Linked DNA regions of Sus scrofa: region 1 is linked to region 2. Evidence: chromatin contacts called from public Hi-C data. All regions are on one chromosome and are shown on one strand. Each heading gives the region's core, a stretch centred on a gene start, on an enhancer-like site or on the middle of the called end of the contact. The rest is flanking DNA. Distances are from core to core; before and after follow the strand shown. Region 1 holds the start of OCEL1 (occludin/ELL domain-containing protein 1). Region 2 holds the start of BABAM1 (BRISC and BRCA1-A complex member 1).

Evidence for each region. Hi-C and Micro-C count contacts between places; a contact is called where the count stands out from the background.
Region 1: a Hi-C map of liver shows a contact between it and region 2, with 4 times the contacts expected there. The contact joins the promoter of OCEL1 here to the promoter of BABAM1 in region 2. A contact is called at or near these places in 5 of 47 Hi-C or Micro-C datasets (embryonic fibroblasts, heart right ventricle, liver and 1 more) and 1 of 2 datasets of contacts at active chromatin or transcription factors (alveolar macrophages).

Annotation. Positions count from the first base shown.
Region 1 is chr2:60,441,960-60,448,719 of Sscrofa11.1, forward strand. OCEL1 (occludin/ELL domain-containing protein 1) reads right to left here and starts at 3,057. Exons shown (of 6, transcript XM_003123490.4): 1 at 2,935-3,057; 2 at 2,417-2,593; 3 at 2,100-2,287; 4 at 1,175-1,340; 5 at 892-945; 6 at 244-667. The coding sequence starts at 3,003. The coding sequence ends at 545.
Region 2 is chr2:60,403,001-60,409,590 of Sscrofa11.1, forward strand. BABAM1 (BRISC and BRCA1-A complex member 1) reads right to left here and starts at 4,742. Exons shown (of 9, transcript XM_021083571.1): 1 at 4,493-4,742; 2 at 3,272-3,616; 3 at 1,126-1,184; 4 at 388-508; 5 at 227-305. The coding sequence starts at 3,565.

The DNA of each region.
Region 1 (6,760 bases), core at 1,807-4,306, 37 kb after region 2:
ACAGTGGGTTAAGGATCCGGCATTACCGCAGCTATGGCTTAGGTGGCAACTGCGGCTCGGATCTGATCCCTGGCCTAGGAACTCCATATGCCTTGGGACGGCCAAAAAAGAAGAATCAGACTGCAGCAGCTCGGCTGGCTGAGGAGGAGAGAGTTCAATCCCTGGCCCAGATGCTTCAAGTGTAGCCATTAAAAAGAAAATGGAAAAACAATTTTTTTTGGTGGCAAAGAGTGAAATCAGGAGTTTTATGCAGCTGTACACAGTAGGTATTTAATAGGTGTTTATTCCACTGGGATGGAGGGTAGGACCCGCTTCACGGGCTGAGATCTGGGGTCTCCTTGGGAGTCCCAGAGGAGGTTCTGGGAGGGCTTCCTGGAGGACGGGCCATCAGATCTGGGCCTTAAAGGCAGAGTCACTTGAAATCAGGGAAGGCGTACCCCAGGGGTGGGCAACAGCGAGAGCTAAGGCCAGGAGCTGGGCAGAGAAGTAAGGGAAGGGCCCCGAGCCCCACCCCATGTTTCTCTCTGTCTCTTGGCTAGGACATTCAGAAGTACACAGAGCCCTCGCTGTCTCCTTGGTCATCAAACTTCTGGATCTGCATCTTCAGGTGCCTTAGTTTGCCCTTTAGGTAGTGGCAGCGAGCCTGCTTGTCCAGGAAGCTGGGGTCCTGAGTAGGGCAAGAGCCAGGGAAGTCCTTTTGGCAGTCTGGCCTGTGGCTCTCAAGCTGCTTGACCCTTTGCCTTTCCCTCTCTGAGCCTCAGTTCTCTTTCCTTGAAACAGGGCACAAGCGTCCCAGCCTCATGGGGGAGAGAAAGAGGGAGAGTGTGTATGTGTGTGTGTGCACAGGCGTGTGCAAAGGCCAGGCTCTAGGACTCAGGAGGCATGACTCACCATCTGCTTCTTCTTAAATTCCCTCCAGACACGGGCAGCAACATGGGCCTCCTTCTGCAAGGGGAGAAAAAGGGGGTGCTCAGGGAGCATGGGACCCAAGGATGGATGGGAAAACAGGCTCAGACAGACAAGGTGGACCTCAAGGGCTGACCTTGGCCCATGTGCTGTGGTGCCACCCAGCCTGAAGGAGAGGCCCAGAGATCTGAACCCAACGGATTTCTGGAGGCCAAGGTTGAGCCACATGGAAGGGCTATAGCGTGGGGTTTTCCACCTGGGTGCTGACCTGGCTTTGGGGTGGAGGCAGTGAGTTCAGCAGGGCCTGCAGCTGCTGGAGCTTTGCCTGGGCAGAGCCCACCTCCTGCTGGAGCTCCAAGAACTCTGAGTACTGGTCCTGGAACACTGCAACATAGCGGCTTCGATCCGTCTCACTGCTCACTGATGGGTACTTACTATAGGGTGGGAAGGGAGTCAAAGTGCGAGTGTAAAGAATCTCTCTTTTCTCCATTCAGTGCGATTTTGTAATTTTTTTTCTTTGTCCATGTCGGATTCTTTGCCCCAAGCGCACTTTTTCTCTTTTTACTATTTGGTAAACTCTTATTTACTTGGCAAAACCCAAACCTCAGAGTTCCCACTGAGGTTCAGCAGGTTAAGAATATGACTAGTGGGAGTTCCCGATGTGGCACAGCAAAATGAATCTGACTAGTATCCATGAGGATGAGGGGTGGATCCCTGGCCTCGCTCAGTGGGTTGGGGATCTGGCATTGCTGAGGTGGCTCAGATTCCACGTAGCTGATGTAGGTCAGCAGCTGTAGCTCCAATTCCACCCCTAGCTTGGGAACTTCCATATGCCACACATGTGTCCCCAAAAAGCAAAAAAAAAAAAAAAAAAAAAAAAGTAATATCACTACTATCCATGAGGACATGGGTTCCATTCCTGACCTTGCTCAGTGGGTTAAGGATCCCGAGTAGCTGCAAGCTGCTGCATAGGTCGCAGATGCGGCTCGGATCTGGCATTGCTGTGCCTGTGGTGTAGGCTGGCAGCTGCAGCTCCGATTTGACCCCTAGCCTGGGATCTTCCATATGCTGCTGGTGCAGCCCTAAAAAAGAAAACGAACTAACAAACAACAACAAAAAAAACAACCACCCTCCCCAACCTCAGTACTCCTTCCCTGTTCCCAGGCATCAGGAACCACAGCAGAGACACTCACAGCTCATAGTCAGGAACTGGGTGGAGCCTAGGCATTTGTTCCTTGGGGACGGCTCTAATAGACTTCTTGGTGCCCAGGGGCAGCTCATCCTCAAATACAATCTTCCTGGGCCTTGTTCTGTGTGCTCCGGGCTGGGGCTGGCACAGAGGGCGAGGCGCGCTGGGTTTGAGGCTTCCAGGCACCGGTCGCTGAAGACGCCGCAGGAATCACGATTTGGAGTTAATGAGGGTATCGGGAAGCTGAGATCCCTTAAACAGGGGGGAATGAATCCTTATGCCTAGGTCCAGCCTGTGGGCTCGCCTCCCATTCAGACTCACCGGGGGACCAGGGCCAGGCGGGTGGGTCTGCAGGTTTCCCCGGGAGCCGCAGGTGTGGAGGGGCTCCCGAGTGGGCATCGGCTTCCGGGCGGCGCCGCTCGGGCGCCCCCGGGCCGGTGAGTGGGTCCTTCGGGGAGAGTCGTGGCTCCCGCGTGGCGGGGGCGGTCGACGCGCGGCCTGTGGACACGGAAGAGGACGCGCATGGAGGACCGTGAAATAGCAAGGACAGACAGGAGGTGGATCTTGGCGCACCAAACTCTCCATCCGCTAGCACGTTCTCCAGCTCCGCCCTCATTTGCATAAACCCCCTCCGCCGAGTGCGTAACCCGGAAGAGCGCTATGCAAATGATCCGTTACGTCACCGCCCAGCCCAGGTTTGGCTCTATTAACCCCGGCGCTGCCATTGCCATAACCTCTCCCGCAGGAGTGTGCGAAGCTCAAGGACCTCGCGCGGAACAAAACCTTCGGGATCTCCGGCCCGACTGCAGGCTGTAGGAACTACTCCCTCCCCTGGTCACCTGTCCCAGTGTCCGGGGCTCCGAGTCTGGGTCCGCTCCCGAACAGGCGCTAGAGTCCGTGTTGTGCATTAACTACCGGCTGGACTGAACTGGCTCGGTTGATCAGCAGGGCGGGGGCGGGGCCTGGCGGTACAGGGTGTGGCTGGCGGTGAGGGGGCGGGGCCTGTCGAACGGGGACGTTGACCCACACCCTTGAAACTCAGGTTCAAGTCCAACGGAGACCACTGCCTGCTGTGTATTTGGGGCCAGACTCCCTCTCTCTGACCTCCAGTTTATTTGTCTGAAAAACTGGTGGTTTTGGAGAATTTGCAATTATCTATTTACTCAGTGATTATATTTTAAAACTATTTCTTTAAATAATCACTGGAAGCTTGCATAGAAAATTTAAATAGGGGAGTTCCCATTGTGGCTCAGTGGCTTAAGAATCCGACTAGTATTCTTGAGAATATGGGTTCGATCCCTGGCCATGCTCAGGGGGTTAAAGCTCTGGTGTCGCCGTGAGCTACGGTGTTAGGTACAGGAGGCGCCTCCCGTCCTGCATTGCTGTGGCTGTGGTGTAGGCCAGCAGCTGCAACTACCAATTCGACCTCTAGCCTGGGAACTTCCATATGCTGAGGGTGTGTACCTAAAAAGACAAAAAAGATAAGAAAATTCAAGTAGAAAAGATGCTTAGGGCAAAGCGAATTTCTCACCCATCTTAATTTTTTTTGTCTTTTCAGGGCTGCATCCGTGGCATATGGCAGTTCTCAGGCTAGGGGTTGAATCCTAGCTGAAGCTGCTGGCCTACACCACAGCCACAGCAACACCAGGTCCAAGCCTCATCTGTAACCTACACCACAGCTTGTGGCAACACCAGATCCCTAACCCACTGAGCAATGCCACGGATGGAACCCACGTCGTCATGGATACTAGTCAGGTTCATTATCGCTGAATCACAAAGGGAACTACTCTCACCCATCTTTATCCCTTGAGGCAGCAGTTAATAGTGTCTCCTTCTGGATATATCTTAATTCAGTAACAAATAAATGTTCCTCACTACTACAGACAATATGTAGAAAGAATATTTCAGTGCACATTTCTTTGGCCAATTATGGAAGATTGTGTAGGATAAATGCCTAGAAGTGAAATTGCCTGGGCAAAGGGACCTGGGTATTATAATTTGGAAAGATATTGTATCCCTGGCCTTATTCAGCGTGTTAAGGATCTGATGTTGCCATGAGCTGTGCTGTAGATCACAGACGTGGCTTGGATCTGGCATTGCTATGGTGTGGTGTAGTCCAGCAGCTACAGCTCTGCTTCAACCCCTAGCCTGGTAACTTCCATCAAAAAAAAGAAAGAAAGAAAGAAAGAAAATACTGTCAAGTGGCTCTTCAGTGAGGCTGTGCTACTGATGTTCTAATCAGCTGGTTTTCCCACAATCTTTGCAAACCAAATGGTATCACAGTTTCCTGTAAGTGTATTTTCAGTTTTAAATCTTGCCTAATCTATGAGTGAAAATATTCAGAAACCTTTTGAATTTCTTTTCCTGTTTATTTCCTGCAAATTTTTTTTCCTTCTTGATTTTTAAGAGCTTTCCATATATTAATTTAACCAGGCAGGGAGTTCCTATTGTGACTCAGTGGGTTAAGAACCTGCTTAGTATCCATGAGGATGTACATTCAATCCCTGGCTTCACTCAGTGGATTAAGGATCCAGGGTTGCCACAAGCTGCTGTGTAGGTCGAAAATGCCACTAGGATCTGGCATTGCTGTGGCTGTGGTGTAGGCCGGCAGCTGCAGCTCCAATTTGATCCTTAGCTTGGGAACTTCCATACACCAAGAGTGGGGCCCTAAAAAGACAAAAATAAAACAAAAATCAAAAAACCCATGGGCAGTGTGTCCCTCCCTGTCCCCAGGCATGTGGAAGTTCCTGGGCCAGGGATCAAAACAGCGCCACAGCAGTGACGTAAATCACACTGGCAGATTCCTTTTTGTGTCTTTTTAGGTCCTTACGCAGGGCACATGGACGTTCCCAGGCTAGGGGTTGAATTGGAACTGTATCGGATAGCCTACACCACAGCCACGGCAACTTGGGATTCAAATCGAGTCTGTAACCTACACCACAGCTCACAGTGGATCCTTAACCCACTGAGCAAGGCGAGGGATAGAACCTGTGTCCTCATGAATCCTAGTCAGATTCGTTTCCGCTGAGCCATGACGGGAACTCCTACATTGGCAGATTCTTTTTTTTTTTTTTTTGTCTTTTTGCTATTTCTTGGGCTGCTCCCACGGCACATGGAGGTTCCCAGGCTAGGGGTCCAATTGGAGCTGTAGCCACCGGCCTACGCCAGAGCCACAGCAACGCGGGATCCGAGCCGCGTCTGCAACCTACACCACAGCTCACGGCAATGCTGGATCCTTAACCCACTGAGCAAGGGCAGGGATCGAACATACAACCTCATGGTTTCTAGTCGGATTCGTTAACCACTGTGCCACGATGGGAACTCCTGGCAGATTCTTAACTTGCTGAGTTGCCATATCTTTTCTGTTACTATCATGGGATCTTCTGATATATTTTGCAGCTTTTCTTTTTTGCATATAGGAAACTATTCATTAAGTTCCTCACTAGTTTACTAAATTCTCTTATTGAAATAACTTATTTATTTTTATTCATCATTTATTTTGCTTTTTAGGGGCGCACCCATGGCATATAGAAGTTCCCAGGCTAGGGGTCCAATTGGAGCTACAGCTGCCAGCCTACGGCCACAGCCACAGCAATGCCAGATCCGAGACACATCTGAGACATACACCACAGCTCTTGGCAACGCCAGATCCTTAACCCACTGAGCAAGGCCCAGGGATCAAACCCGAAACCTCGTGGTTCCTAGTCAGATTCATTTCCGACGCGCCACGACAGGAACTCCATATTTATTTTTATTTTTGGCCATATCTTAGCATATGGAATTCCTGGGCCTGGGATAAGATTTGAGCCATAGTTGCTTTCTAAGCCATGTCCCATCACTCCGAAGATGCCGCCAATCCTGTTGCACCACAGCAGGAACTGCTGAAATAGCTTTTTAGTTTGCTTGGGACTATTTTTAATTTTATTTTATTTTGCTTTTTAGGGTCACACCTACAGCATATGGAAGTTCCCAGGCTAAAGGTGGAATTGGAGCTGTAGCTGCTGGCATATACCACAGCTATAGCAATGTGGGATCTGATTGGCATTGCAAACTACACCACAGCTCATGGAGATGCTGCATCATTAACCCACTGATCGAAGCTGGGATTGAACCAGAATCCCTGTGGACACTGGTTGGGTTTATTACTGCTGAGCCACAACAGGAACTCCTTGCCTGGGACTTTTATATAGATAGTTGTATCATCTACAAATACTTTTACCTCTTTTCTCATCTCTCAGTTTCTTTGTCTTTCTTTTTTTTTCTGTCTTTTTGCCTTTTCTTGGGCCACTCCCACCGCATATGGCTAGGGGTCTAATTGGAACTGCAGTCGCCGGCCTACACCAGAGCCACAGCAATGCCAGATCCGAGCTGCGTCTGCGACTACACCACAGTTCATGGCAACGCCAGATCCTTAACCCACTGAGCGAGGCCAGAGATTGAACCCATAACCTCATGGTTCCTAGTCGGATTTGTTAACCACTGAGCCATGACGGGAACTCCTGCAGTGGGATTCTTAACCCACTATGCCACAGTGGAAATGCACATTCCTTTTTTTTATTTTGCTTTGTTTTTTAGGACTGCACTTGTAGCATATGGAAGTTCCAAGGCTAGAGGCGGAGTTGGAGCTGTAGCTACTGGCCTACACCACAGCCACAGCAGCACCAG
Region 2 (6,590 bases), core at 3,492-5,991:
TCCTCATGTGGGTGCACTTTTGATATCGAGTCTGTATCAGCTATTTGTGCTTCTGTATACAAACTCTGTCTTCACAGCCATCCTAAGGATGGCTCCCATTTTACAGATGAAGAAACTGAGGCTCAGAGGGGATGGCTGGCCCATGCCCGATGTGGCAGAGCTGGGATCTGGACCGAGCTGGTCCCAGCCAGGCCGCTCCCCAGGGACCCCCGCATGGAAAGGATACTGAAGGTGGAGCAGGAGGCCGTCTCCAGGTCATAGAGGCAGCTGCAGAGTTCACGGGGGTCAGAGGTCAGGCCGGACAGCTGCAGGGAAGGATGGGACTCAGTGAGGTCCTCCCGCAGCCCCAGGAGACCCCAGGGCACCTGGCCCCATGCCCAGCCTCACCCAGGCGGTGTCGTCATTCACCACGACCAATGCGAATTCATGGCTCTTGTCGATCTTGTGTTTTGTCCGCACAAACATTTCAATCATTTTCTGGGAGACGTTGAGGGCATTGGTTTTGGAGCTGGAGAGGGCCAGAGAATGAGAGAGGGACAGGGGTTAAGGCCCAGGTCATGCAACAGGGCAGGTGGCAGAGCCCAGCCACAAGGCCAGCCCAGCTGACCCTCTCCAGCTCTTGCCCTCTCCTAATGGGTCCCTCTGACCAGCCAGGGTCTCATGTCTGCTCCTTGGGAATCATTCCACCTCTGCTCAGCCATGGGCCTTCAGGAGGGCCATGGAGGGGAAAGTGGGCTCATTCCCAGCATCTCCCAGGGCTCTACAGGCCCCATCCAGACCCTGTTGCCCGACCCAGCTACTCAGGACAAGGGCTTTGGGATCAAGCCAGGCTCTGTCCATTTGCTGTGAGACCCTGGGCAAGTCACTCTGCTTCTTGGAGTTTCCCAGTCATTGCTCTGACATGGAAAGTGCGTGACAGCTCTCCAGTGCATGGAACAGAGCTCCAATGGGCTGCAGCTGTATCCTTACCAGTTAGCTTTGCTTACTCTCCAATAAAGCCAGGCCCTAGACCAGGCCACATGGGTGTGGGTCTCAGAAAGACAGCCCCGGGTTTTTTGGGCCTGGCCCCTCCCAGCCATAGCTGCACATTCAAGTACCCCACCCTCACCCCCATATCCCTCTCACCCATTGAATGACTCCAGCTTTGGCAACGACATTTCCTCCGACAGGTCCAGGCAGATGATCTGCAACAAAGTTGGAGGGAGATGAGGGCTGGCAACTGGCCCCCACGACATTCTGCTGGGCCTCTCCAAGCAGCCCCAACTGAAAAGGCTGTTTGATGACATCCACTTTGGAAGCAGGCAGCTCAGGGAAAAGAGCACTGGACTAGGAGTCCAGGTTGATGAGTGAATAAAGCAACCAGAGAACATTTAACACGGAAACAAGGGAATAGTGGGTAATTTGTGTCCCTCCAAAAGATATGTCCACCTAGAACCTCAGGACATGAATTTATTTGGAATGAGGGTCTTTGCCGATGCAATTCAGGTAAAGATCTTGAAGTATGATCTTTCTGGTCTGGGGGGCAGGGATAAATTAGGAGTTTTGGGGTTAACATATATACACTACTGTATGTAAAAGCGATAACCAATAAGGACCTACTGTACAGCACAGGGAACTATACTCAATATCTTGCAATAACCTGTAATGGAAAAGAATCTGAAAAAAAAATCTGACTGAATCACTTTGTTATACACCTGAACCTAACACAATACTGTACATCAACTACACTTCGATTTAAAAAAATCATTCTGCTCATACTAAGTGAAGTCAGAAAGACAAAGACAGATATCACATTATACCACTTACATCTGGAATCTAATATATGGCATGAATGAGCCTACCTACAGAAAAGAAACAAACTCATGGACATAGAGAACAGACTTGTGGTCGCCAAGGGCGGGGGGGAGGGAGTGGGCTGGACTGGGAGTTTGGGGCTAGTAGACGCAAACTATTGCATTTGGAGTGAATAAGCAATGAGATCCTGCTATGTAGCACAGGGAACTACATCTAATCACTTGTGAGGGAACATGATGGAGGTTAATGTGAGAAAAAGAATATACACACACACATATATATGTATATGTATATATATGTATAACCTGGTCATTTTGTTGTACAGCAGAAGTTGACAGAACATTGTAAATCAAGTATAATAAAAAAAAATTTTTTTAATCATTCTGGAGTTCCCATTGTGGCTCAGGGTGTTAATTAATTAATTAATTAATTTATTTATTTATTTTATTATTATTATTTTTTTGCTATTTATTGGGCTGCTTCCACAGCATGTGGAGATTCCCAGGCTAGGGGTCTAATCGGAGCCATAGCCACCAGCCTACGCCAGAGCCACAGCAACGCAGGATCCGAGCCGCGTCTGCGACCTACACCACAGCTCACGGCAAAGCCGGATCGTTAAACCACTGAGCAAGGGCAGGGACCGAACCCGCAACCTCATGGTTCCTAGTCGGATTCGTTAACCACTGTGCCACGACGGGAACTCCTCTCAGGGTGTTAAGAACCTGACATGGTGTCCAGAAGGATGGAGGTTTGAGCCCTGGCCTCGCTCGGTGAGTTGGGGCTCTGGCATTGCCACAAGCTGTGGCACAGGTCACAGACACAGCTCAGATCTGGTGTTGCCATGGTTGTGGCATAGGCCAGCAGTTGCAGCTCCAATTTGACCCTAGCCTGGGAACTTCCATGTGCTGCAGTGGTTAAGAATCCAACTGCAGCAGCTCAGGTTGCTATGGAGGCACTGGTTAGATCCCCAGCCTGGCGCAGTGGGTTTAAGGATCCAGCGTTGCCCCAGCTGCAGTGTAGGTCACACCTGCCACTCAGAATCAATCTCTGGCCCAGGAACTCCCATATGCCATGGATGAGGCCAAAAAAAAAAAAAAATCATTCTGATCTAACAACACATGTCCTTATAACAAAGAAGACTCAGAGACACAGACGGGAAGGCTGTGTGAAGACAGATTGCAATGATGCAACCACAAGCCAAGGCACAATTAGAGCCACCAGCAGCTGGAAGAGGCAAGGAAGGCTCCTCCCCTAGAGCCTCCAGAGGGGATGTGACACCTTGATTTCAGACTTCTGGCCTCCAGAACTGTGAGACAATAAATTTCTGTTGCTTTAAGCTCCCCCAGTGTGATAACTTGTTGTAGGAAACTTAGGAGACTAATACAAAGGGACTGTGTTCTAGAGTGAATCCAGAAAGACAACATTTAACTCAAGGTTCCCTAACACCCCAAAGCCACAAGCCAAGCCCCTCACTTACCACTTTCTCTGGACAGTTGACCCTTGGCGTCCGTACCTGGACCTCCGGGGTTGGTGGAGGCACCTGCCAGGGCTTGGGGCCGGCTCCTGGGGGGTTGAGGGTCCCATCATCAGCACTGGCTGCTTCACCTTCACCCTCACTGCGGCTGCCCACACTGGCCTGGGCCCCCAGTGCCCGGTCCTCAGCCCCCTCAGGGTTGGAGCGAGTGCGGGGCCTGGGCTCAGCAGACTGCTCCTCTTCCTCTTCCTCCTCCTCCTCCTCCTCAGTGGGACTGCTGGGCTCCACCACCTCCATGGCTCCTGAGTGGCTAGATGGAGTAGGGATGGGAGAAGCCAGGATTCTTCCCTGAAGGGTTTTAAAAGCATTTAGTTACTGGGCAGGAGAACAAGGCATGAGTTGCCTACTGACAGTAAGAGTCACTCCTCCCAGGGTCTTAGTTTCCCCATCTATGGGATGGACACCTTTTACACTTAGTGCAGCATCCACTCTGACTCAAGGTAACAGTCTATTTTTTCCTGTAGGGCTAACCCAACCCCTCCCTATTTTGTCCAGTGAGCACACCTGACCACTGTGAATGGCTCAGAGATGGGGATATGACCCAATGTAGGCCAGTGAGGGGTCGCTCTGAAACTTGCAAAAGTGCTGTTAGAAAAGGGGAACTCATCAGAGTTGCAGAGATGGGAGGTTACAAGTAGAGAGCTGGTAGAAGCTTCTAAGATGGGAAAGAGAGCCTGAAGAGATGCTCACCCAGTAAACAACAAATAGACTTCTGAGCACCTAGATCCATCTATAACTAAATTCTTTTTCTTGCTTAAGCCAGATTGAGTTGGTTTTTTTGTTACCTGAAACTGAAAATGTCCTGGTGAAGAAAGGAATAATAACTTCTAGGGTTCTCCCTACTGGGCGCTGGCTGCCTAGGGAGGGGAACAGATCTGTGTGCTACAATTTCCTCTGAGGAAAAACAGGAGGCCAGTGGAGCGGGCTGCCTAACTGCGCAATGGGTGCGGGCTGCTGGGGATGATCTCTGAGCGCCTTGCAGCCCCCACAATCTCTAAGGAAAACAAAGCTTAGCTGCAGCAAGAGGGATGAAGGCTAGACTGCAGGAGAAACCAGAACGGAAGGCGGAAGCCTCAAGGCAGGCGAGGGGCTAAAACTTTTGCGGCTAGGGACGTTAGGCCTCTGGAGACGAATCCCACAAGCATTCACCACCCAACTTCTCACCGTAGCCTGAACCTCCTTCCAACCCGGCTGTCGACTCGCTAGGAAGCCGCCATCTTTAGCAGCCGGAAGTGGTATGGCGCGGCCGCCACATCTCCTGGGAAATGTAGTTCATCAGGCCTCAAGCCGCGCGGAGATGTGAATGGGATGAAGCCGGAGAGTCTTGGATGCTGATAGGCTGGGACTGTGCTAGGCGGTGGGGTTTGGATTGCGATAAACTGGAGTGGAGCCGAGTGGAGAGGGATCTGGAAAGTGATTGGCTAAAGAGAGATGAGGAGGAACTTTTCATGTTTCTGACTGATTCCCACTGCGCTGGTCAATGCTTCTACCCTGATAGGCTGGAACGAGGCAGAGGGGAGTAGGACTTTTAGTGGGATTGGGTTCGAAAAATGGAGGAGTCCGAGCTGGCAGCGTAATTAAATGGAGTGGAACAGTTGGGCAGAGTTCAGAAGGGGCGGGCTGGTTGGTGATTGATGAAGTTGACCGCACCTCAGTGAGGGATTTTTTTTTTTTTGCCGCGGAGGTAGGCGTGGTCTAGATCCCAAGGCCCCGCCCAATTATTTAATTCTCCTTATTTTACATACATCTGCAGAAATTAAAAAACACTAAGCCAGGAGTTCCCCTCGTGGCACAGTGGTTAACGAATCTGACTAGGAACCATGAGGTTGCAGGTTCGATCCCTGCCCTTGGTCAGTGGGTTAACGATCCGGCGTTGCCGTGAGCTGTGGTGTAGGTTGCAGACGCGGCTCGGATACCGCGTTGCTGTGGCTCTGGCGTAGGCTACAGCTCCGATTCCACCCCTAGCCTGGGAACCTCCATATGCCGCGGGAACGGCTCAAGAAATGGCAAAAAGACCAAAAACAAAAACAAAAAACAAAAAACCAACAACACTAAGCCAGAACTATTTCAAACTACTCTTCCTTCTTCATGCGGAATTTACTCTTCAGCCCCATAACTATTTTATTTTATTTTGCTTTTTAGAGCAGCACCTACAGCATATGGAAGTTCCCAGGCTGCGGGTCTAATGCGAGCTGCAGCTGCCAGCCTAACCACAGCCACAGCAACTTGACATCTGAGCCGCATCTGCAACCTACACCACAGCTCATCGCAATGCCAAATCCTTAACCACTGAGCTAGTCCAGAAATCGAACCCGCACCCTCTTGAATACCACTGGGGTTTGTTACCACTGAGCCACACAGGAACTCCACCATAACCACTTTAAAGCTGAGCCTCAGTTTCTTTATTTGTAAAAGCCTACCCAAATCAGCCAGGCTCTGGTTCAGTGGTAGCCCAGAGGGGCTATCACTGCTTTGAAAATGGAGAATTTGTTGGAAAAAAAAACAAGAAGAGGGAGGTCATTCTCGGCAGAAAGAACTGCCTGGGCAAAGGTCTGGAGACTTTGAGGAGCCTTGGAGGGCTGGAGCCTCTCACAGGTTAATATGGCCAGAGCAGAGGGTTAGAGAGAGAATTTCATTGCCCCTGGGTACACACCCCTAATATCAGAGAATTTCAACTTCTCTCCTTGTGTCTCTGGGGACACAGAAGCAGGAAGACTCAGCCTCCTAGGGTCTGTCGGTGGGAGATTCAAGAACATTCATGCTGCCCTAGGCTCTGCACAGTTTAAACCAAAGGCAGAAGGAAGGAAGGGGTGATTCAGGTAGCGGTTATGGCACGGCCAATGTCTCCAGAGTGTGAGAGAATTGAGTGTGAGAGAATTGACCTCCTTCACAGAGGAGGTCATTGTGGCTGCAGCATGGAGTACATACTGGTGCTAGCAGAAAGCATATTGTTTTTAAAGACCTTGAATGCCAGGCTGAAGAGCTTGAAATGTTTCCCAAGGGCAATGGGGAGCCGTGGAGGGTGTATGAGCAGGGGAAGAGAACAGTGGTATCTCTGTCTCTGGAGTCTGGGTGGGGAAGGGAGTGGAGGGGTAGCCGGGAAGCCCAGGGAGGGAGCTGGCTGGCATCCAGATTGGGGAGGAGAGGCTTGGGCTGTGATTGTGGATGGAGACGAGACAAGGAGGTGGCCTTTAGAGGTACATGCAGGAAAAATGAGCAGGATATAGGGTCCAGCTGGGCTCTGAGGAATCCAACATTTATA